Linked DNA regions of Mus musculus: all the other regions are linked to region 7. Evidence: chromatin contacts called from public Hi-C, HiChIP or PLAC-seq and promoter capture Hi-C data. All regions are on one chromosome and are shown on one strand. The core of a region is the stretch at or near the end of the contact, and the rest is flanking DNA. Distances in the headings are between cores, read along the strand shown.

Region 1 (2,848 bases), core at 50-2,549, 410 kb after region 7:
CAGAACTAAAAATTGTAACCTTCCATTCTAACTACTTTATGGTTAAGGAATACAAGGGCACTCTCACTAAATTTATCAATGATATTCTTCTTTCATATGAATTCCTAAGTTGAAAATAATTATAAAAATTTTTACCCAGAGTATGCTACAATAGAAAATATTTCAGGTAGAAAAGTGACTATCATATTTGGCAGTGTTATAAAAAAAAATAGTGGCGCCTGATCTTTCTTTGAAAAGTGTCAAACTACGTCAAAGGACTAGCTTTTGCTTTCATCTGCCAAATGGATTTTTAGCTGTTATCAGCCCGTTATTCTCCTTCCCTCCCTTCTCCAGGCTTTCTTCCTTACAGACAGGTATTACGTTTAATTAGTTGTAGTATTTCTTTGCAAGCCAACTCCAACTTGTATACAGCTTTATTTAAATTGTGAAAAATGCAGTAAAGCATGGTGAAAAAATTATTTCGCTAGAAGTAGAGGCACGTGCTAGTAATTGCAACTCTAAGGAGATTGTGCAACAGCATTGTCCAGGCCAGCCTGGGCTACATAGCAAGCCCCTGTCTTAAAGAGAAAAATGGCAAATCATTTAAAAATATGTAGCTTTAGTATGGTATAAGGAAGAGCTTACTCCACTCCTTGTCTAATCTAATTTCACACTCTGCTTGTAACATTTTTTTTATTTCAATATTTCAATTATTTTATTTATGGTCCACTCTCACTCCGTATCTCAATCTGTAAAGCTTTCCATGGTTAGCTCTTAATAATACATAGTTATGAGGGCAAATAAAGTGCAAATAATACGGAACCGAGATGATGAAGTGATTATTTTTATATGGCAGAGGAAGAAAATCACACAATTACCATGGAAGAGAGCCAACTAGGCTACAGTCTAATATCACTGTTGAACAATACTTTGAGAAGAAAAAAAAAAACCACAGTGACTAACCCAACTAAGTACAAGAACTAAGCCGAGTCTTTTGTTCCTCCTCCAATCTTTCCTGTCACCATATCATCAATCACTGAGTAGCCAGGAAGCTTCTATGATTCAGATTCATTATAGACACAACAGCGATAAATCAACATTCACTTTATGTGTTTCCTAGTTAAGCCACTGAGTAATGAGGTACATGGAATGTTTGCATAAGGTCAGTTTTCTAAGTTTTTTTTTTCATTTTATTACGTGTGAAAAAAAACCCTTTAATAATACAGATTTGGGGTTCGTGAATATGCACACTAAGCCTGCAGTTAAGTCACTAGTACACTCTTTTAGATGTCCTGAAACATCTAAAGCGGAAAAGCTAACAGATTGGGCAATATTTTCAGAAGGCAAAATAATCAAGAAAAAGTAAACAAAGAGGACTTTACATTTCAAGTGCTTGAGCTGTTTCAAGTTTCTCTCTCTCTTTTTCTTTCTTTATCTCTTTTCTCTACCTTTTTTTTTGTAGGAAAATGGAATTCTTTACTATATTTTTATTTCCTCCTGACATTCCTGTAATAACCTCACTTGGAAGCATCCAGAGTGACTACTACTGCCTACCACTGTGGAAAACACAATTACTCCCAAGTTATTCTAGCCTCTCATGGAGAGATCACCAAACTTCTATTTCAGAAAGTGAGCCATGGTAAAAATAAGAAGGCAACTAACACTTTATCAGCTTGAACTTTCATCAATTAATACGATTTTAAGTACAGGCAGATTGAAACTTGGAAAAGATAACGTTCACTGGTTAATTTGCTCAGACTGCCTTTGATTGCTTCCGGGTCAAAGTATGAAGTTTGGAACGAAAGCATTTGGAACCGTAGCCACTGAGCTTAACAAAGAGAAGAAAGGTGTCATTTCTTACCTATCTTGTCTGCATAACTGTGCCCACAAGTGTCTCTAGCTTGGTAATGGGGAATCTAACTTAAGTTTACATGAAACTCTAGCGTTTTAAAAGAAAGCTCCACCATTCTCAAGGAAACACAAACAGATGTTTGCTCTGGGATGAGGAATCAAGGTCTAAAGGCTAGCGCGGGGAATCATGGGAAACAGAGGAAAGAGATAAGAATAAAGTGTGCAGAAAATAGAAAACTATACAAAAACTCAGTGTGAGGAGTAATGCTCTTAGCTCCTGAAAATGATTTAATTAAGTTCTACTTATGAATAAATCCAGATCCTAGCCTCTGTTTAAGCACTGAGGACGACCTGAGCCTCTGTGAAGTCAACTCAGAACAGAAAAAAGCAACTTTCCTAACCAGACAGGCTTGGTGGCAGCAGCCTCTGTGCACTGAGATAGCCTACCTTTTATTTTACAGACAGGCCTTAAACCAGTTCCTTCCTCAGCAGCTCCAGTGTTAGGACCATAGGCCTTACCCAACATGTCCAGTCTTGTGTATTTTCTGAAGGTTTGCTTTTCAGTCTTCATTACAATTCATTTGCAAATTGTAACATCAGATTTTTTTTTCCCAACTCATATTTTATTGTACTATATTTGATAAGTTTTAGGGGTAAATGTGTTTATGTGCCCACATGACTGATTAATTTGCTCATGAAATCTCTGACTCCAGCAAGTTGTCCTCATAGGCAACTACACTTGTATTTAGATGCACACACACACACACACACACACACACACACACACACACTAAGAAAATATAAACTAAAACTTAAAAAAATAGAAAAAAATGAATTTCAGGCATTCTTTGCTAATTCTAGTCATGTGCTGCTAATCGGAAATAGAAATATACTTAGTTTGACTTTTCAGAAACCTACAGACACAAATAACCTGACATTAATAAACAGACCATGCAAAACAGAAGAATGTTTTTGCAAGAGCATTTGCCTATTTATCTAAGCTGTTTATTCTGTTAAT
Region 2 (2,700 bases), core at 9-2,508, 510 kb before region 7:
AATCCTCTTCTTCTCCTGTCTGCTTCTACCTATGTGTTATGAAGTAAAATGGAAACAATTACTCTAACACCAGGTTTTCAACCTAGTTCAATGCAAAGAAAGCACAGCCAACCCTTTCCAGTTTGGGTTTCAAAGCTATTGTTCTGTCTCTCTTGGGTATTTGAAGCCACTAGGAGACTCCATAAACTGAAAATTCAAAACAAAGCCAGAATTGGTATGCATCAGGATATTTTAGAAACCAATAAACTGGATGGCATCGCTTCTCATCTTTGACATATTTAGACATATTTGGCAACGATAAAATTGTCAGGCCCAGGTGTATCATTCTTCACCACAAATTGCCATTGAATAATTCCTTGATGGGGTCCCTTAGCCAGTGATTTCACTGCTGTACCAGGATGAAGGGTATGAATACCAATAAACCCGTAATTGATAAAACCATCAATCCCCATTCTTCTAGCCTCTGGGGGTGATTTCTTCATTGAATCCCAAACCTCCTTGTGAACTCGCTCTTCTTCATGGCAATCAACCAGTAAATAAGGCCTCGGATTGTTAGAAAACTGTACTTGTCATGGAACCTATATTTGTCAGATCACCCTCCCCCAGGGAGTCCCATTGATCAGGCTTTGTCTGCTTGCATTACTCAGCCTCATTAATGTCACCTCACAAGCCACAGCACTCCAGCCTGTTTAGGGTTGCCCAATAACCTGAGTCTTCCTTCTTACTCACTCCTAAGGAGCCCTTTGAGATTTGCCTCACTGAGGGTTTTGGTGGAAGAAATGGTATTTTAATGAAAGACATGCGCCAGAACATAATTATCTACTACCTAGCCTACTGCCGCTGTGGGTGGTAATATAATCCATTTGTCACCTATGAAGAAGATGACTTTTTCTTAATGGAAAATGCAAGATGGGAAAGGAAACTATTTAAGTTAAATTTGAAGAGGGGGCATTTCAAAGGGCGGTGTGAATAGAAACAATTTCTATTGCTCTTTACTTCAACAAGATTCAATCCTTGATCCATCAGGTTAGTGAGATTAAGGCAAACAGCCTCAGGAGGACAGATAGCAAAGTCAAAACAAAGGCCATGGATTGTCAAGAAAAAACATTTAGCAACAGAGGTAAATGTTTATTTGAATTGTGACAAATGTTGTTAGTAGAAGATCAAGATGTGGCAAATTTAAACTCTCTCATGGCTGGAGTCCCTGAGCTGAGAGCTGTGTGCGGGATCACTTAACTCGTGACAATGCATCCCAGAATTAAAGGTGACAGGGAAGAAAAGCAGAGATGGATGGTAAATATGCTCATTGACAAAGCTCTCCTCTGTTCTTTTTGTATTTTCCCAATGACAGCTTCCTTGAAAGAATTAAAATAAGCTTGAAATTTGCTTATTTATACCCAGTTTGTAATGCTAGGAGCGCGAGTGCACGCGCAGGCGCGCGCGCGCGCACACACACACACACACACACACACCTTACTTGCCTTTCTGCCTTATTCCAGTATGCAGCAGCTGTTCTGATTTAATTGCCTTTGCAAAGCCACAAAAGAAGTAAATGACTTTGTTTTACTTGAGCTGCAAATCAGATTCCCCTCAGCTATGGTTGGCATCTGGGTATGTGACTCCCTGTGGAAAGGCAGTATCCAATTACCACCAAACATCACTGTTTTCCCCAAGGAAACAATCAGGCACGCTGAAGCAGTACAGGGCCAAACAGTTGGAAGGGTTGGTTACCTTTGACATCTAAATATTTATTTAGTGGTAATAAGGGTAGAATAGGATCCTGGCCAGATGGAATACACCATTCAAATGGGCAGTCTCAACACCCAGGGCTGGAGCTGGTTAAAAGTGGTTTGCAGCTATATTTTAAAGAAAATCTATAATTACCTGCATAGCTCTGTTGTCAAGATTCTCTATATTATTTAGGAGAAGACATTAAGTTTGTTTTTTTTTCCAGTTTTTGAAAATATCATCTTTTTATTCATCCCCAAACAATAGCCCACTGAATCATTATGACAGTCTACACCTCGTATTCAAAATTTTAAAATCCATGAGATCCAAAAGACTAGAGTTGATTTTCATGCATTTTCTGGTGTAATTCAACCTTAGTTGAACTCAACTCACAGTTAAAACTCACCTTACCTCACATAAAGCTATGAATATTCTTCATTTATGCACAGAGTGTTTGTACTTTACAATCCAGTGTCTTTGATTACAGAACTCTGCTCTGGGTTTAGGAGGGATATTATGGTGTGTGTAGCATATGTTGTGTTTCATCTTGTCAAATTGGAAGCAGTAAGAGAGATAAAATATTTGCATTGAAGGATTCATTGAAGTGATTGTGAAACTGTATTTTTGCTGTAGTAACAGATTCTGGTTTTTCTTATAGTTATAATTATTATGTATAACATGAAAGTTTGAGTTAACAATTTACATCTTTGCCGCAAGTCACATCATTTCTGGATTGCATTTATTTAATGGCTTCAGTTTAGTTCTGAGTGGAGGAAGTTAGAGTCAAGGATACAATGGCATTTCTAGTTCATCAGCATCATATTCTTTCTAAAGAGCAAAACTTTCTGAAGCAAAAAATGAGAAGTTTTAGTGGTTGTTAAAACTGGCTTTATTATATTTTGTGATATCCTGTATTTGAAAGAAGCATGGCTTAAAGGAAAGCAAGAGCTGGAGAGATATCTTGGGAGTAAA
Region 3 (2,970 bases), core at 448-2,947, 360 kb before region 7:
CAATAACCCATTTTAAAAACTTTATAAATTTATAAATAATTTTATTTTATGTGTATGTGAGTGTGCATATATAAATATTTGTGTGTGTGTGTTTGTGTGTGTATGAGAGAGAGAGAGAGAGAGAGGGAGAGAGAGAGAGAGAGAGAGTTCTCTCCACTCTATGATCCACTCTATGATCTGCGGATTGAATTCAAGTCATCAGGCCTGTGTCACTAGTACCTCTACTTGCTGAGCAGTATGGTAAGGCCTTTTTTCAATTGTGTGTTTAAAATATCAATTGATGACCTTAAATACACTGGAGGCTCTGCCAGATGCTGACCAATACAGATGTGGAAGCTCACAGACAAACATCAGACTAAGCACAGGGACCCCAATGGAGGGATTAGGGAAAGGACTGAAGGAGTTGAAGAGGCCTTATCTGGCAACAATGGGAGGGGAGGCCCTGGTTCTGTGAAGGCTCGACGCCCTAATGTAGAGAAATGCTAGGGCAGTGAGGCAGGAGTGGGTAGGTGAGTTGGGGAGCACCCTCAGAGAAGCAGGGTAAAGGGGGATGGAATAGGAGGGTTGCAGATGGAAACCCGGAGAGGGGATAACATTTGAAATGTAAATAAATAAAATATCCAATTAAAAAAAAAAAAAACGCTGAAGCTTTCTTCATGTTGCTATCTTCAGAATGACTATAGATGTTTGTTCTTTACATAGCATGTCTGTAAAGTAGGGACTGTTTCTTTCAGATGCCACAAACTTTTCTTTTCACTGATCTAATAATACTGGGCAGAAATCCATGAGATTACTTTTATACTGAGTTCATAGGACTGACATTGAGGTTTTATATTAGCCTAGGTAGCTGTCATTTCTGGCTCACTGACAAGCAGGTTTCCTTAGTATTAATGTGAGTTGCACTGAATTAGAGTTATCAGTCTGATATATACTAATCTAGAAATATTTATTAAACATCTATTCAATATTTCGTAATAGCTCAGTCCTCAGCAAGCTTGAAAACCTCACATAAGACAAAGGTAAATCCATTGAGAACAGTTCGTTGAGAGTTTTGGGGGCTGGTATCCCTCAGATGTGATGGAATTCATCTTCATCTGCATGTCCAGGTCATAGCACTGACCATGAACTTCATGCAGACAGGAGCTGATTGATTCAGTGTCCTGTCCAGTGACAGGACATCACAGGACCTACATCGCAAGTGTCAGTTCTTCTTTTGTTTTGTTTTTTTAAAAAATAATCTTGATGGAAGCACTTTTTGAAAATCAAATCAGTCGGGTTGTATGTATTTTAAAAATGGTAAACCTCTCTATGAAAAATTGTGTATTTATGCAAATGTGCTATGAGAATCCTCGTAGTGGAGCAACTCTGAGTCTAGAAACAAGGATCATAGATGATATTTGGTTTCCTCTGAACGTCTGATCTCTAAGACTACATTTACAACTCCCTCTGTGACTTAAGGATGACATCCACCAGTGCCAATTTCAATATTCCCCATCTTTGTAGCAAAGCATTTGATTGTGGCATACAATATGGTAGGTTAATGATTCCTAGACCTTCCTGCATAGAAAAGAGTAATGCTTTAAGAAAAAAATAGAAACAAAGCAGAAAACTGATGTGATCGATAACACAACTACCCCCAATCACCCAGTTTCCTTCCAGTTAACCAAAGTGGAAACTATGAAATACAACCTCAGAAGCAATAGCAACAGCACTTCCTGCCTCTTAGCCTTTCCCAGCCTCAGTCTGTACGTCAGCAAAGTTCTAAGTCTTTCAAAGCTTTCATCTTTTCCTTGCTTTCTAACCTGAGTTTGATCATTTTCTCTGTTATGAAAGATTACATGCTACAGTCATTTCCTTTGGCCATCAATGGGAGGAGAAGCCCTTGGTCTTGCGAAGATTATATGCCCCAGTACAGGGGAATGCCAGGGCCAGGATGCGGGAGTGGGTACGTTGGGGACTTTGGTCAGGGGGAGGGTATAGGAGACGTTCAGAGAGGAAACTAGGAAAGGGGGATAACATTTTAAATGTAAATGAAGAAAATATCGAATAAAAAATAAGAAAGAAAGACAGAAAGAAAAGAAAGAAGGAAGGAAGGAAGGAAGGGAGGGAGGGAGGGAGGGAGGGAGGGAGGGAGGGAGGGAGGGAGGGAGGGAAGAGGAGAAAGAAAGAAAGAAAGAAAGAAAGAAAGAAAGAAAGAAAGAAAGAAAGAAAGAAAGAAAGAGAGAGAGAGAGAGAAAGAAGGAAAGAAAGGGGATGCTGTAAGCAAAGAAAAATTTCCAACATTCTCAATAGATTTAAGAGTTTGAATAAGGAAAAAAGCCAAGAGATCTATTTTATTTGCATTTCTCCTTTATTCTCACTTTCTTTCTATCTTGAGGTATCTCTCTCTCTCTCTTTTTTTTTAACCTAAGTTGATTTCTAACAGGTAAACTTCAGCAGACCTTGACTTCAAGTACGAGAGACTCCTTTCAAAGATACTGTAAGTTTCCTTCACAAATACATGTTTGTAATTGGATCTGTGTCCTTTAGTAATAGTGGATCCAGATGGCTGCTTGTAGAGGAAGCAAGAATTTCCGGCTCTGAGATGGTGCAGTAACAGCCCTCCCCCGACACTCTTAAGTGGGAGGACTGTATGCTTTGAACTTTCTGATTGATTAGGTATTAGAATACTGGTTTAAACAGGCTTCTTTGTCGGGGTATCTACAGCTGGAGCTCTTACTGGGTGCACAGACCCCCATGAGGAAGGTACCAACTGTGATTTTCTTTGGGTACCACAGTTAGCAACCAGTGATTGTTAACTGGCAATCTCTAGTGCATTCATAGCAGACTAGAAGTCATTGACATAAAGTTGAAGGCCCAAGTTTCAACCTATGAACTAATGGATGCTAGGTAAAGTTACCAAACACACAAGGAAATTCAAGATGCAAAGAAAGCTCCACAGTAAACTTTGTACTTGAACTTGCCTCCTAA
Region 4 (2,784 bases), core at 224-2,723, 330 kb before region 7:
TTTCCACATTGAGTAGTTTTCCCGGAGTGTCTGTTCATGTTGTAAATATACCCACTGATCTAGTCTGCTGTTGCTACCCTTCCATCCTTCCTTGTCTGAGTACTGTTACTCTAGTTGGCTACTTCTAAATGCTCATAACAGCCCATTCATGGTGCCAATATAGTTTCCTAACATTCTTGTCCCATTCCACTTATAGATATTCACAATTGTTTTAGCAACAATGTGACCTTACCCTTTTCTTCTGAATCCTTGACCTACCTCATTGATGAAATACTGAAATTCTTTCATCTCTCACACAGCCTGTCATAACCTGTGCCACCAGGCTTACCTTACGTAGTGTGCTCTTGGCTTGCATGTTCAGCAGAACAGCACTCATGGATCCAAAGGCTGCAACCAACTTCCACCCTCTCTAGACCTGATTTATTCATTGTACAGGATCAGAAAACAACTTTTTCAGAAAGTCATTCCTCTATCACACTATCTCAGACATTCTATATCTTAGCCATCACCACACTGGATGATGATCTGATTAATAATTACACTACCAAAGCTCAGCACTCTCAAATAGTAAACAAACATGTATGTATGTATGTATGTATGTATGTGTATATATGTATGACATATATATACATATTCTGAATAAACTAATGAATTCAATGGCTTATAAAATATCAATGAATTCAAGACCAGCCTGTTCTATATTGAAAGTGTGCACCTTATATTCAAAATAAAATGCTTGATTCTTGACCCTAGGTATGGGAAATCTTCAAAATGCCTCAGAAACTCGTATAGCAGGAGTCCGTGGCACATTTTCACACTTATTTGACATTTTTCTTTTATTTATAACAAGCTACTGCTAGCATAAAAATGCCAAAACTAATGCTGGGGGCTACGGTTTTATTTCTAATTCCAGTTTTCTAAGGGTTTTGTGTGATCTTCATGTTCTCATCTATTTTCAGCCTTCACCACTTAGTATTGTCTAAAATCCCAGAGTATCACAGAAATCATAAAACTGTAAGTTTCTTCTCTCATAACGAAGGCACGTGAATATTATTTATTTCTCAACACTTGCAGATGCCACATCAATAAGAGGAAGGTAAAAAAATCAGTGCTTAATCTTTAACTGGATGTGGATTCTATGTACCTCCTATCATGTGACATGTGCACGGAACTCACAGTTAATGCTTATCCCTGCCTTGCTCGTGTTCTTTTACCTTTATCAGATCATTTTGGCTATTGAAGATCTTTGAAAAATATGATCTACGTGCCCATTGGTGTATGCTTGCTTTCAAGACAGGTCTGCTCTCACCTCTGTAGGTGTTGCTTACAGTGACCTTTCAGTTGAGAACTGGAATGACTCTTTTATTCTGATGAGTACATTTATTTATAGAAAGATGCCAAGCAAGGCCACACTTGAAAGCTGAGACGGGACCTTTAAAATGCACAGGAAAGAATAGGCATGTAACTGGTGACACTTTCAGGTTGAGGTTCTCTCACATGTGGTTTGTCTAAAAGGAAATAGTGGAGACACCTAAGCTGTAACCTAAATTCTCCACTATATATCTAAGGTTTTCTCTCAGGGACCACCTTGGTGTGGAAAACTGAATCACACCCCCATTTTATCTGAAAAATAAAAAAAATGATTAGAAACCAACAGCGCACTTCTTCCAGGCAGTTAAGGGAGGTACCCATTTGAGTGTCTAATGTGTGACAGAAAACAACTGTCCTTTCTTCTCTTTCTGTAGCATAGAAGTTTTCTTTTTAAAAGCAGGAGGGTGCTTAAAATTGCTTAAATATTCTTCAATACATTCTTTCAAAACTTGGAGAATTTGAGTGTTTGCATTTATTTAAAAGGTGAATTTGGGAGCAAGGAATTTTATCCAAATCTCTCTCTCTCTCTCTCTCTCTCTCTCTCTGTGTGTGTGTGTGTGTGTGTGTATGTGTGTGTGTTTAGTACTAAATTCAATGTTAAGATTGAAGTATCCAGTGTATTGGTTCTATTTGCAACACACACACACACACACACACACACACACACACACACACACACACACACACTAAAAAAAAAAAAAAACCACATATATCTTGCAATAGAAAAGCATTGTAAACAATTCAAAATAATGAATGACTATAAAGCCTCGGTTAGAATAAAATTAAATCACTGACATTTGGAAGAGACAGCTAGCTAAATTTTAGCCTTAGGTATCATTCAAAATTAAATTCTCTGGCATAGGTCTCTTTGCAAATAAAGATATACCCTCTGAATATAATGACTTCATTCCATTTAATTGATACTTACACAAAGAATTAGTTTCATTATTGCCACATAAAAGAGCGGTGGCATCATTTGGGAATCAACAATATGGACTTCAAACTCCTTTTTCTGATATGAAACCCTGGTCCCATCACTTGTTAATTGGGGGCCTGAATAGGTAGTACAGACTCTCTCTACTTCTCTACTTCAGTTTTCTTATTGGCAAAGTGAATATGTCATTGATCTAGAATTTTAAACAGTTTAAGTACAAAGCATGCATATTAATAATACAGTTTGGTTATTATTTTATAATAAAGTTTGGTTCTTAAATATTTACTGTATAAAAAAAATCAATGAGTTCATGTAATGCCTATACTGGTGTTCATGAGATGTACCACCTCTTGTGCAAGAGTGGCAATGAGCTGGATGCACGATGATTTCCAATTTCTCATTGCCTGACATGGGATTATACATTCACTGGATTTGATTTCCCTCAATTGGTTGCTCTAGCTTGTCCAAACTGTGCAGGG
Region 5 (2,700 bases), core at 167-2,666, 430 kb before region 7:
AGAAGAATGGAGGAAGAAGAAAGGAAGAATGGAAAGTAGAAGACTGGGGATGGGGAGTAAGAGTGGTAATTGGGGAAGGAGAGGGAGGAGAAGGGCAGTAGTTGCCCAGGACTTAAGCAAGTAAAAGGAACTCACTGAGAAGTTAGACTCTAAAACTCTTTTCAGTTATGCTCTGTGTAAAATCTAGGACGTCCTTGTAGTGATGATGAGAACCGAGTCAAAAAAGAGTAAGGTAACTCCAAAGACAAAATTAGAGAATGCAGCATGTTTGCTCATCTGAGTTTCCATGATGATTCACTTGTTTTCAACAAAGACTTCTGAACATTTTTATCTTTATTTGTAATCCTCTAATAAATTTAATCTCTGTTCTTTAAGGCAAGACATAAAGGGAATTTAGGTTTTAAAACAGTTGAAAATTGGCATGGTGACTAGAAAATTCAACTAAAGAATACATTATTAACTGAAAATCACTACTCTCTGGGTTCTAATACAAACCAGAAGGTTCTTCCATAAAATAACTTTAAATAAAATTTATTTTGCTAAAATAATTGTTTTGGTAGTACCGTGAGAAACAATAGTTTTTCCTGAGATTGCATCATCATTCTGAATTGTATGCTGGATTTGAATTTAGGGTATGTCATTGGTACAGTATTGAACTTTGTCTATTTTTTTCTTAAACTACTCCTATATGCACATTCTTTTGCTCTATACCAGAGGGAGTAATGCTGTGAGCCAAAATGCAATCAGTTCTACTTTTGAAACTCCCACAAAACCCTGCCCTCTAACATCCATTAAATATTTTATAATTTAATCTTTGGACTATACTTATGGTGAAAATTAAATCCTCCAAAACTTAATTAAGATATAATTATCCTATCATTTTATCATCTTGCAAAGGCTATTTCACATTGATAAGATGGAATCTAAAAATAAGATAAGCTGATATAAAGGAGAATTTATTTCCTTGCAATTTCTTATTTATGTTCTCATCTTTGTAGAGCATTAAGCAGCAGCAAATTTCCAAAAAAAATTATGTATTATGTGTAATCATCAATTTAGTGATTGCCTTTTTAAATGTGAGCCTTATCTTTCAAAAAAATTACATGAACATAACTGTTATATTCTAACAGTTATGCATACCCTTCATTTCTCTAATGGTCACTTAGCTAAATATCCATTTTCATCATCCCTTTTGGACTTTTCAGAAAATGTAAATAGTAACTCACAAAATACATATCATGCTTTATCATACTTTCAAGTGAAAAGAGAGAGAGAGGGAGAAAGAGAGAGATTGATATGGCAAATGAGCAAGGTCCTTTTGATGTGCTGGCTTGCCACTGAAGCCATACTTGCCGTAAAGTTTTAAGTGGTAGCACATTTTATTTTGTGTTCCTTTCTCATTACCACTAATGGACCCTTTGGATGTCTGGCTTGGCTTAGGTCCAAACAGACAACACCAGCAGGGAGCTTGTTACGTGGAGCTACCTCTTACCTTTGATGTTCATTAAACCAACCGTGTGATTGCTTTTGGAGGAAAAAATTCAACTCCCAGCACTTTAGATCTAGTGAAATGTCTCCAACATTCAGATTAAGTACTGAATCACTGAGTGTAGAAAAGGTGTAGAATAGCTGTAGAAGACCTTTTCCGTATCCCTAAAATTCTAGGTGTGTTTACAACTCTTTTTTACCAGAACATTTTTCAGAAGTGATGTGCGTGGTCTTGTAGTGAGAACACCATCACCTACTTTAATTCTTTGGACTTTCTATTTCTTTCAGCAAAGAAAGAGCAAAGATTCTATATTAAATAATAAAAGAGGCTATGCTGAAGATGATGTCAAATTTCAGTATGTACATGCCATACATCAACAGAGTTTTTCTGTTGGATCTAAGAAATTACAATTTAATGCTTTGGTGTGCATTGTGCAAGATATTGAGGATTAAACCTAGGGTCTTGCACTTGCTAAGGATGTATTCTCCTTAGTTATATTCCCACTGAGCTATATTCCCAGTCCCAAATTCAGACTTCTAAACAGAGAATGTAAACAATAAGAAAATATGTTTAATAATCCATGTTTAAGATAGTATTTTGGAGAGATGACATTTTCTTATAAAAAAAATATGATGGTATCAAGGTTTTAAATAAAATTCACAGGTGCCAGTCATCTTCAATCTTGTATAACTCACCTAAGCCAGCCTATTGGCACATCTTATAAGAAAACATCTTCCTTTCTGAGGATAGAGAAGAGAATAAATAATACAATATATACTTTTGTGTTAGACATCAGGCAAACTTGAAGATGAATTTTGAAAGAGGCAAAAATTGGTTTTTCTAAAGCCACGTCTTGCCTGAAAGACAGGGAGTTAACATACATGCTGCTAACTCTTCCATTTCTTGTAAGTGGCAGGTTTCATCAGCCTCTAAACCTTTCACTGTGAAGTCACACTTGCTTCTGAAATACCAAATGCAGCAGCCCAGGTCTTGATTGTGCTTTAACTTGGCAGGCATAAAGTGCAGTTCTGGAAGGGGCTGTTAGATAAACAATAATATTTTTTGATGGAAATATGTCACAAAAAATAAGAAAATGTGAATCAAGTAAGGAATTATTGAAAACCTATATTTTTATGTCAATGATAACATTGAAGAAATGATCCCAGGGGTCCTAACCTTGTAACTTCAGAGCTGAAATATCATACTGTTAT
Region 6 (2,807 bases), core at 161-2,660, 270 kb before region 7:
TAGTTCTTCAAACTCACATAGAAAACCATGCTTATAGCCTTAGCTACAAACATAAGGTAGAAAATGGTGAATCCTAGCATCTTTGGTGAGTTCCAGTCCAATGAGAGAACTAGCTTAAAATAAAGTGAATCGAGCCTGAAAAAAACACAGAGGTTGCCCTAGGACCTCCATATGTACACACAGTGTATGCACAACCACATATTCTTCACACAAATATAGATATTTCATACACACACACACACACACACACACACACACACACACACACACACAAAGAAAGTCAACTACTGCTCTCATAACCTCATAGCACCTAAATATGAGAAGACATTGAGGAAGAGTGGAAAGAAGAGGGGAAAGAAAGATTGTAAAAGCTGTTCTCAGACAGTGGGTTGTGACCATTGAAAAACACTTATTTCCCATGGTCTTAGGAACTCTAAGCCTTGAGTTTATTTTTTTTTATGGTTTTAGAGCTTTATTATAGAAAGGTGGGGGAAAGAGAAATCATAATTATATTAAAAGCTAAAGACATAACAGAATCATTCTTTTTAAAATATTGTATTTTTAATTACTGTGCGAGTATGCATATCTGTGTGTGTGTGTGTATATATATATATATATATGTATATGTATATATAATAGTATATAATATATAAACACTACACACACAATATAAAATCTTATTTATATCACACACTCAAGGAAATGAGACACAAATTTCGATTGCAGAAAAAGATGGAAATTCTTACACTATCAGGAAATGTAAGGCGTTATTTGCAGTTTCTTTGAGGGCAGGTTAATGTATCCTACTACAAGCCAAGGCCTCTGTTGCTGCCACTTTTACATATTTACATATGCAAAGAATGAATGTACTATACACTTATCCATTTTTGTAGAGATAAGGCAATGGCATCAGATGGGACAGTGCTGTCCTCCACTGAAGGGTTCGATCCCCTGTACCTTTATTTATCCCACTGACATTCATTCTGCCTGCTACTTTAGTACGCATACAGCTAGCACAGAACATACAACATGCAACACCCTGGGTTCAAATGAAACTGAAATGTTTGAGTAATTTATCAGTCAGTTTTTGAGACTGACTTCCTATTTAATATCTAAACTACAAGTTTAGCCCTCATAGAATAACTTTATTCTCTTTCCTAAGCTGGCGAAGGAGGGCAGGGGCTTTTTGTATTTTTCTTATACCAGCTGGTAACCTGCTAGCTGCTTTGTCATCTATCTTTAAGCTTTAAGCCATTCCCTCCCCCTCCCCTCTCTCCATATAACTGCCTTTCAGTAGGCAATTATAAAGGTTTTCTGGCTTGGCTGAATCTGAGTCACCAATGTTTGTCTTTCAATGTGTCCCTGTAGCCCTCGAATTTCCAGACTCCATCTGCTTTCTATTTCGATTCATCCAAACCCTCTTTTCATCTAAGTCCTTGCAGCTCCTCCTCTATAACCTCAGTTTATCTGAGCTTCCCCGGGGGAAATCTGTCCTGGAGGTCACCAGTGTTTAGTTCATTTCTGCATAAAATGGTCACTGCAGTATTCTTTAAGCCTACTTCACAAGGAAATTGTCTTTCTTGCTCACACGCAGTAACATCTTTCAAAGGCATCCTGATTTAAAATATATACCTACGTAAAGCAAATGGAGAATAGTGCATAGCTCAGATATCTTCTCTGACTTGGCTCTTTGCATGTTAATTCCAGATGGGAGGAGAATTCCAGAAATCATTGTTCTTTATCTTCACCATCTCTATGTAGACAGAGTGACAGATGCAGGATACACTCATAATTTAAATGTAAATGTTAAGATATTATGTCTCAGCTGAAACTATTTACCAGATGAATAAAAATAACACATCTTAATGTGGTAAGCCACTTCATTAAAACTGTATAATTCTACATTATCTGCCCTTCCCCCTACTCCCCGATCTTACAAGAAGCCAAACTACTTCAGAACAAACATCGCCTCCCTGTCTATCGGATTTAGAGTGCCAACAGAGTTTCTTTGCTTTGCTTTAGAACGTATTTATTTTTAGACCTTTCAATCCGCGATTGCAAACAGATGTGCTCTTTTTTTCTCCCCCATAGAAGAAAATAAATAACCAAGGTTGCAATTCTCTTTTAAAACTTTTTTTAAGTAAAAGAAAAACAATAGGAGTTTTATTTCAGGATTCTGCTCTTGCCAAGCATGCAATCTGTAAAACATTTTGCCCTATTGGTTCAGGATGGGGGAAGACATCTGTGCACGAGGCAACAATCTGTTCTTTTGAAACACAATTTCATTTCACAGAGCTTTGATCTGTTGAGTGTAAACACAATTTTCTGAAGCTGCTCATTCAGAATCAGAAATATTGACAATCTGAAGTCTCATCCCTAAAGACAAAGTTTTAGGCCAAAAATAATAACAGCTAATATTTATAGAGCTTCACAGTGGGCCAGATGCTAAGTTGAGCTACTACATTCAGGCAATTCCAGCTGCTATGTTCTTTTGAATATCAGCATCAGTGTCAGCTTTAGACATATTTTATGGACAAGAACACGAAGAAACAAACTCTGCACAGATCATTCGTATCATTAAATTCACAACCAGGTACTAGCTCAATGGTTTGCCTCTTAACATAGGTATCTTCCCCTAACACATGCCACTTCCCTCAACCAACGTGTGCTCTGGACTACACACATGAGACCTCACTGTGAGATTAGAATATAGCTACAAATGTTCTTTTAGAGTTTTCTGGGAGGTCATTTAGAAGAGGTAACATGTGGAAATCCATCTATTGCATGCACAAGATCTAGGCATCCTA
Region 7 (2,746 bases), core at 8-2,507:
GGTTAGAAAATGCTTATATGTATGTATGTATGTATGTACATATGTATGCTTATGCATGTATGCACGTATGACATTTTTAAAAAGTGCAAAGTATTACACCCAGGAGCTCAAGGTGTGAGGTGTATCCATACTACCAATGACAGAGGAAATCACTCCCAGGTATGTAAACCTGGGGCAAATGGTACGAGCATGGTGAACCAAATAGAGAGAATCATGGAACTTGTCTAATGTGTGATTCTGATGACAGAAGGGCCCTGGCATTTCACTGTAAGCGTTACCAGACTGTTTTCTTTTACACGGCTATCAAGGACGGAGCCCAGAAAGAGACGAACACTGGAAGAGGATGGCAGAAACAGGGTTGTCATTAAAATGAAGATTCATCTACATAGAAGAAAAGTGACTCTGGCAAAAATCCAACAGCAGAGTTCTTTACTGGAATCCAGGGGAAAACTTGTTTGGAATATAAAGGTGTCAAACAGATTAGTAATCCCCATTGTGTGGAGTTTTTACTGTCCTGGGACGATTTACAGAGACTATTTAGCTGAGAGTTGTCAAGTATTTGCTTTCTCATCAGCCTGATGTTTGATCTGGAATCCTTCTAGAACTAATAGTAAAAGGGAAACATTTCAGAAATTTAGGAAGTTTTAGTTGGCACTCGGGTTTTACTCCTAGCCTACTCTATGTGAGGGTAACCTTCATCTTAGGAGCTATGGGACTGCTGCTCTTTATTTGACAGTCAACAAGAAACATGGTCTTGGACCTATTTGGCTGCTCTCCTGGGTAGCAGTTTGGCAGCCCTAGGGAGATGAATTTCTTAAGCCTGGGACCCGCCCAGAGCTGAAAAGCAGCACCACCCTGGCAGCCTCTACTCTGTTGCTATGAAACAAAGACTAGGAAGGTGAGTGAGGCAGGAAGTCCCGCCTTTTAGCCCCAGTTGGCTTAGACTCCCGCTCGGGGCGCTCACGCCCACCTGCGCACCCCTCATTGGTTAGCTCCCCGGCGCCTTGCTGCTACTTTTTCAGTTCCTTTCCTCGTTCCACTTTTGTTCCAGGCTAGCCTAGGTCCATTTCCCAACGAGTTCTTCTCCAAGTGGGACGCAGTGGAGTGGGCCTTCCTCTGGGGCCATTGTGTACCGTGGAGGACGTGGACTGGGGGGTAGCGCGGGAGGAGCGTCTCGTCCCGCCCATTGGCTCCGCCCGCTGTCTGGCAGAAAGCAGCCTCTCAGGATTGGTTCGAAGACTCAAGGCTCCGCCTTAGCTCCGCCCCACGCCTTGGTCTCCGGGGATGGCTCAGGGGTGGGGTGGCCAGTGAGTGGTCTCCTCCTCCGGCGGGCGCTGCGGCGGCCTCCCGAGTGTGGCGCGGGACTGCCGGGCGGGCGTGGAGCTTTTTGCACGGTAATTGCCGCGTCCCCGCGTCTCGGTGTTCCTAGATCTCGGTGGCTCCTTCCCCGGAGCGCTCTCCTAGGGCGATTCCACAGAGTCCCCACCCGAGCCACCCCAGCCAGGGCAGCGTGTGTGTGTGGAGTGGGACCCGCGATCACGCGTGGCTCGGGACGGCCGCGGTGACCCGAGTAGAGGAAGGAATGGGTCATCCCGGGGTTGGACGTCTCTTGCTGGCTCGGGGGCCCTGCAGCTGGGCGCGGGCCATCAGGGAGAGGGGACAGCCCTAGCTTCCAGCTGCTGTCGCCGCTGCGGGCCTGAGCCAAGTGGGGATTTAAACAGCAGTCCCTGGCTGGCCCGGGGCCCGGGAGGGAGCGGACTCTGGCTGATCGCCGCCGGTGGGAGGTGCGTGCTACTGGCGCTAGATCGGGCAGGCTGTGGGATTGGGAAGCCAGGACGGGGTCTAGGGCTACTTTATCTTTGCTGAGTTCCTCGTCTCTTTCCCAGACCCCTGAGTGGCGGGCTAGAGGCCCGAGCCTGGAAAGGGTACAGACGTTCTGAAACAAAGCTTTGGACCACTTGATACCGGGTAGGCAGAAGAGGGACCACCGGAGAAGTGAACTCCGCGGTGCGTGCCCGCCCTTGCCGGGTTCTCACCGCTTTTTAAGAAGGGGTTGCTTGTTGGTTTGTTTATTTGGCTCTAGGGAAAAACTACTCACCTCACTGCTTTAAAGAACTATTTGTGTGTCCGCAGCTGCTGGCTTTTGCGGGGGGGGGGGGTGTTGGGGGAATGGAGAGGGGACGCGCGCGCGCGGGGCGCGCGGGGGGGGTATCCAAGTCCTCCGCCTTTGTTGACAAGAGACGTGTCCCTTTTGCGTGTGTGGAGTACTTTGCATTTATGTAATAACTTGGCGAAATCAAACAGCGTGAAGGAGGCTACTGAAGTGAGGCTCCCAACGTGAATTTTAGGAGTTGCAGCTCTAGTATTTCGAATCTGGATTACAGCAGAAGGGGGGGGGGGGACGACATTGTGTTCTTACCTGTTAAAAGTTGTTTTGTTGATGATGTTGAGCTGTAGCTTCATAGAACACGGGCAGAGGATGCATCTTTAACTTTTAGTATTGTAAGAGCAAATCTTGTGTCATGGCTCCTAACTTGGAGGATGCCCTTACTCAGGGTTACTAAAAAGTTGAATCTGGGACCCTGGGCTTTGTCACAGAGACAGCGGAGAATATCATTAATGGGTACAAGTGAGCCTGTTCAGTTCAGGTTCCTGTTGGGGAAATACTTTCATATCCAGCTAACTTTTCCTCTCTTGAAATTCTATCTTGCAAAAAGGACTAAGATTCCAGATGGCAAATTCTATG

Evidence for each region. Promoter capture Hi-C pulls out the DNA fragments that hold promoters and counts their contacts. A called contact is a pair of places that touch in the nucleus more often than the background predicts. HiChIP or PLAC-seq counts read pairs in DNA pulled down with a chosen protein or histone mark.
Region 1: a contact with region 7 is called in a FOXA1 HiChIP or PLAC-seq map of pancreatic cancer cells. The contact joins the enhancer-like site here to the promoter of Cblb in region 7. A contact is called at or near these places in 2 of 39 promoter capture datasets (liver and pre-B cells), 5 of 484 Hi-C or Micro-C datasets (Sertoli cells, cerebral cortex, embryonic stem cells and 2 more) and 2 of 115 datasets of contacts at active chromatin or transcription factors (embryonic forebrain and pancreatic cancer cells).
Region 2: a contact with region 7 is called in an H3K27ac HiChIP or PLAC-seq map of differentiating embryonic stem cells, with 4 times the contacts expected there. The contact joins the enhancer-like site here to the promoter of Cblb in region 7. A contact is called at or near these places in 5 of 39 promoter capture datasets (the 3T3-L1 cell line, 3T3-L1-derived adipocytes, cranial neural crest and 2 more), 1 of 15 datasets of contacts at CTCF or cohesin (pro-B cells), 1 of 484 Hi-C or Micro-C datasets (the N1E-115 cell line) and 6 of 115 datasets of contacts at active chromatin or transcription factors (bone marrow-derived macrophages, differentiating embryonic stem cells, embryonic hindbrain and 3 more).
Region 3: a Hi-C map of Th2 cells shows a contact between it and region 7, with 1.7 times the contacts expected there. The contact joins the enhancer-like site here to the promoter of Cblb in region 7. A contact is called at or near these places in 2 of 39 promoter capture datasets (3T3-L1-derived adipocytes and hippocampal neurons), 1 of 15 datasets of contacts at CTCF or cohesin (pro-B cells), 4 of 484 Hi-C or Micro-C datasets (CD8 T cells, Th1 cells, Th2 cells and 1 more) and 8 of 115 datasets of contacts at active chromatin or transcription factors (CD8 T cells, the NIH/3T3 cell line, bone marrow-derived macrophages and 4 more).
Region 4: a contact with region 7 is called in a Hi-C map of CD8 T cells, with 4 times the contacts expected there. The contact joins the enhancer-like site here to the promoter of Cblb in region 7. A contact is called at or near these places in 1 of 39 promoter capture datasets (hippocampal neurons), 3 of 484 Hi-C or Micro-C datasets (CD8 T cells, Th1 cells and pre-hematopoietic stem cells) and 8 of 115 datasets of contacts at active chromatin or transcription factors (CD8 T cells, the SCID.adh cell line, bone marrow-derived macrophages and 4 more).
Region 5: an H3K4me3 HiChIP or PLAC-seq map of embryonic limb bud shows a contact between it and region 7, with 2.4 times the contacts expected there. The contact joins the enhancer-like site here to the promoter of Cblb in region 7. A contact is called at or near these places in 2 of 39 promoter capture datasets (cranial neural crest and hippocampal neurons), 5 of 115 datasets of contacts at active chromatin or transcription factors (bone marrow-derived macrophages, embryonic hindbrain, embryonic limb bud and 2 more) and 1 of 9 other capture datasets (adipose tissue).
Region 6: a contact with region 7 is called in a promoter capture Hi-C map of hippocampal neurons, with 5 times the contacts expected there. The contact joins the enhancer-like site here to the promoter of Cblb in region 7. A contact is called at or near these places in 2 of 39 promoter capture datasets (cranial neural crest and hippocampal neurons), 2 of 15 datasets of contacts at CTCF or cohesin (CD8 T cells and pro-B cells), 4 of 484 Hi-C or Micro-C datasets (CD8 T cells, adipose-derived mesenchymal stem cells, uterus and 1 more) and 5 of 115 datasets of contacts at active chromatin or transcription factors (CD8 T cells, bone marrow-derived macrophages, differentiating embryonic stem cells and 1 more).

The regions. Positions count from the first base shown.
Region 1 is chr16:52,437,417-52,440,264 of GRCm38.p6, forward strand. All of the region lies in intron 1 of Alcam (activated leukocyte cell adhesion molecule), which reads right to left. Among named protein-coding and RNA genes, the nearest start is that of Alcam, 14 kb to the right of the region's middle. Within about 2 kb of position 1,300, at least 30 of the 459 cell types and tissues checked have an H3K27ac peak or open chromatin away from gene starts, as enhancers often do. A contact at or near this core is called in liver and pancreatic cancer cells, where this site is marked.
Region 2 is chr16:51,520,288-51,522,987 of GRCm38.p6, forward strand. No RefSeq gene overlaps it. Among named protein-coding and RNA genes, the nearest start is that of Gm29686, 470 kb to the right of the region's middle. Within about 2 kb of position 1,259, at least 15 of the 459 cell types and tissues checked have an H3K27ac peak or open chromatin away from gene starts, as enhancers often do. A contact at or near this core is called in second pharyngeal arch cranial neural crest, where this site is marked.
Region 3 is chr16:51,673,579-51,676,548 of GRCm38.p6, forward strand. No RefSeq gene overlaps it. Among named protein-coding and RNA genes, the nearest start is that of Gm29686, 310 kb to the right of the region's middle. Within about 2 kb of position 1,698, at least 36 of the 459 cell types and tissues checked have an H3K27ac peak or open chromatin away from gene starts, as enhancers often do. A contact at or near this core is called in CD8 T cells, Th1 cells, Th2 cells and 5 more, where this site is marked.
Region 4 is chr16:51,703,793-51,706,576 of GRCm38.p6, forward strand. No RefSeq gene overlaps it. Among named protein-coding and RNA genes, the nearest start is that of Gm29686, 280 kb to the right of the region's middle. Within about 2 kb of position 1,474, at least 27 of the 459 cell types and tissues checked have an H3K27ac peak or open chromatin away from gene starts, as enhancers often do. A contact at or near this core is called in CD8 T cells, the SCID.adh cell line, Th1 cells and 3 more, where this site is marked.
Region 5 is chr16:51,597,220-51,599,919 of GRCm38.p6, forward strand. No RefSeq gene overlaps it. Among named protein-coding and RNA genes, the nearest start is that of Gm29686, 390 kb to the right of the region's middle. Within about 2 kb of position 1,417, at least 1 of the 459 cell types and tissues checked has an H3K27ac peak or open chromatin away from gene starts, as enhancers often do. A contact at or near this core is called in embryonic limb bud, where this site is marked.
Region 6 is chr16:51,757,206-51,760,012 of GRCm38.p6, forward strand. No RefSeq gene overlaps it. Among named protein-coding and RNA genes, the nearest start is that of Gm29686, 230 kb to the right of the region's middle. Within about 2 kb of position 1,411, at least 28 of the 459 cell types and tissues checked have an H3K27ac peak or open chromatin away from gene starts, as enhancers often do. A contact at or near this core is called in hippocampal neurons and uterus, where this site is marked.
Region 7 is chr16:52,030,292-52,033,037 of GRCm38.p6, forward strand. Cblb (Casitas B-lineage lymphoma b) reads left to right here and starts at 1,258. Exons shown (of 18, transcript NM_001033238.1): 1 at 1,258-1,394; 2 at 2,718-2,746. The coding sequence starts at 2,732.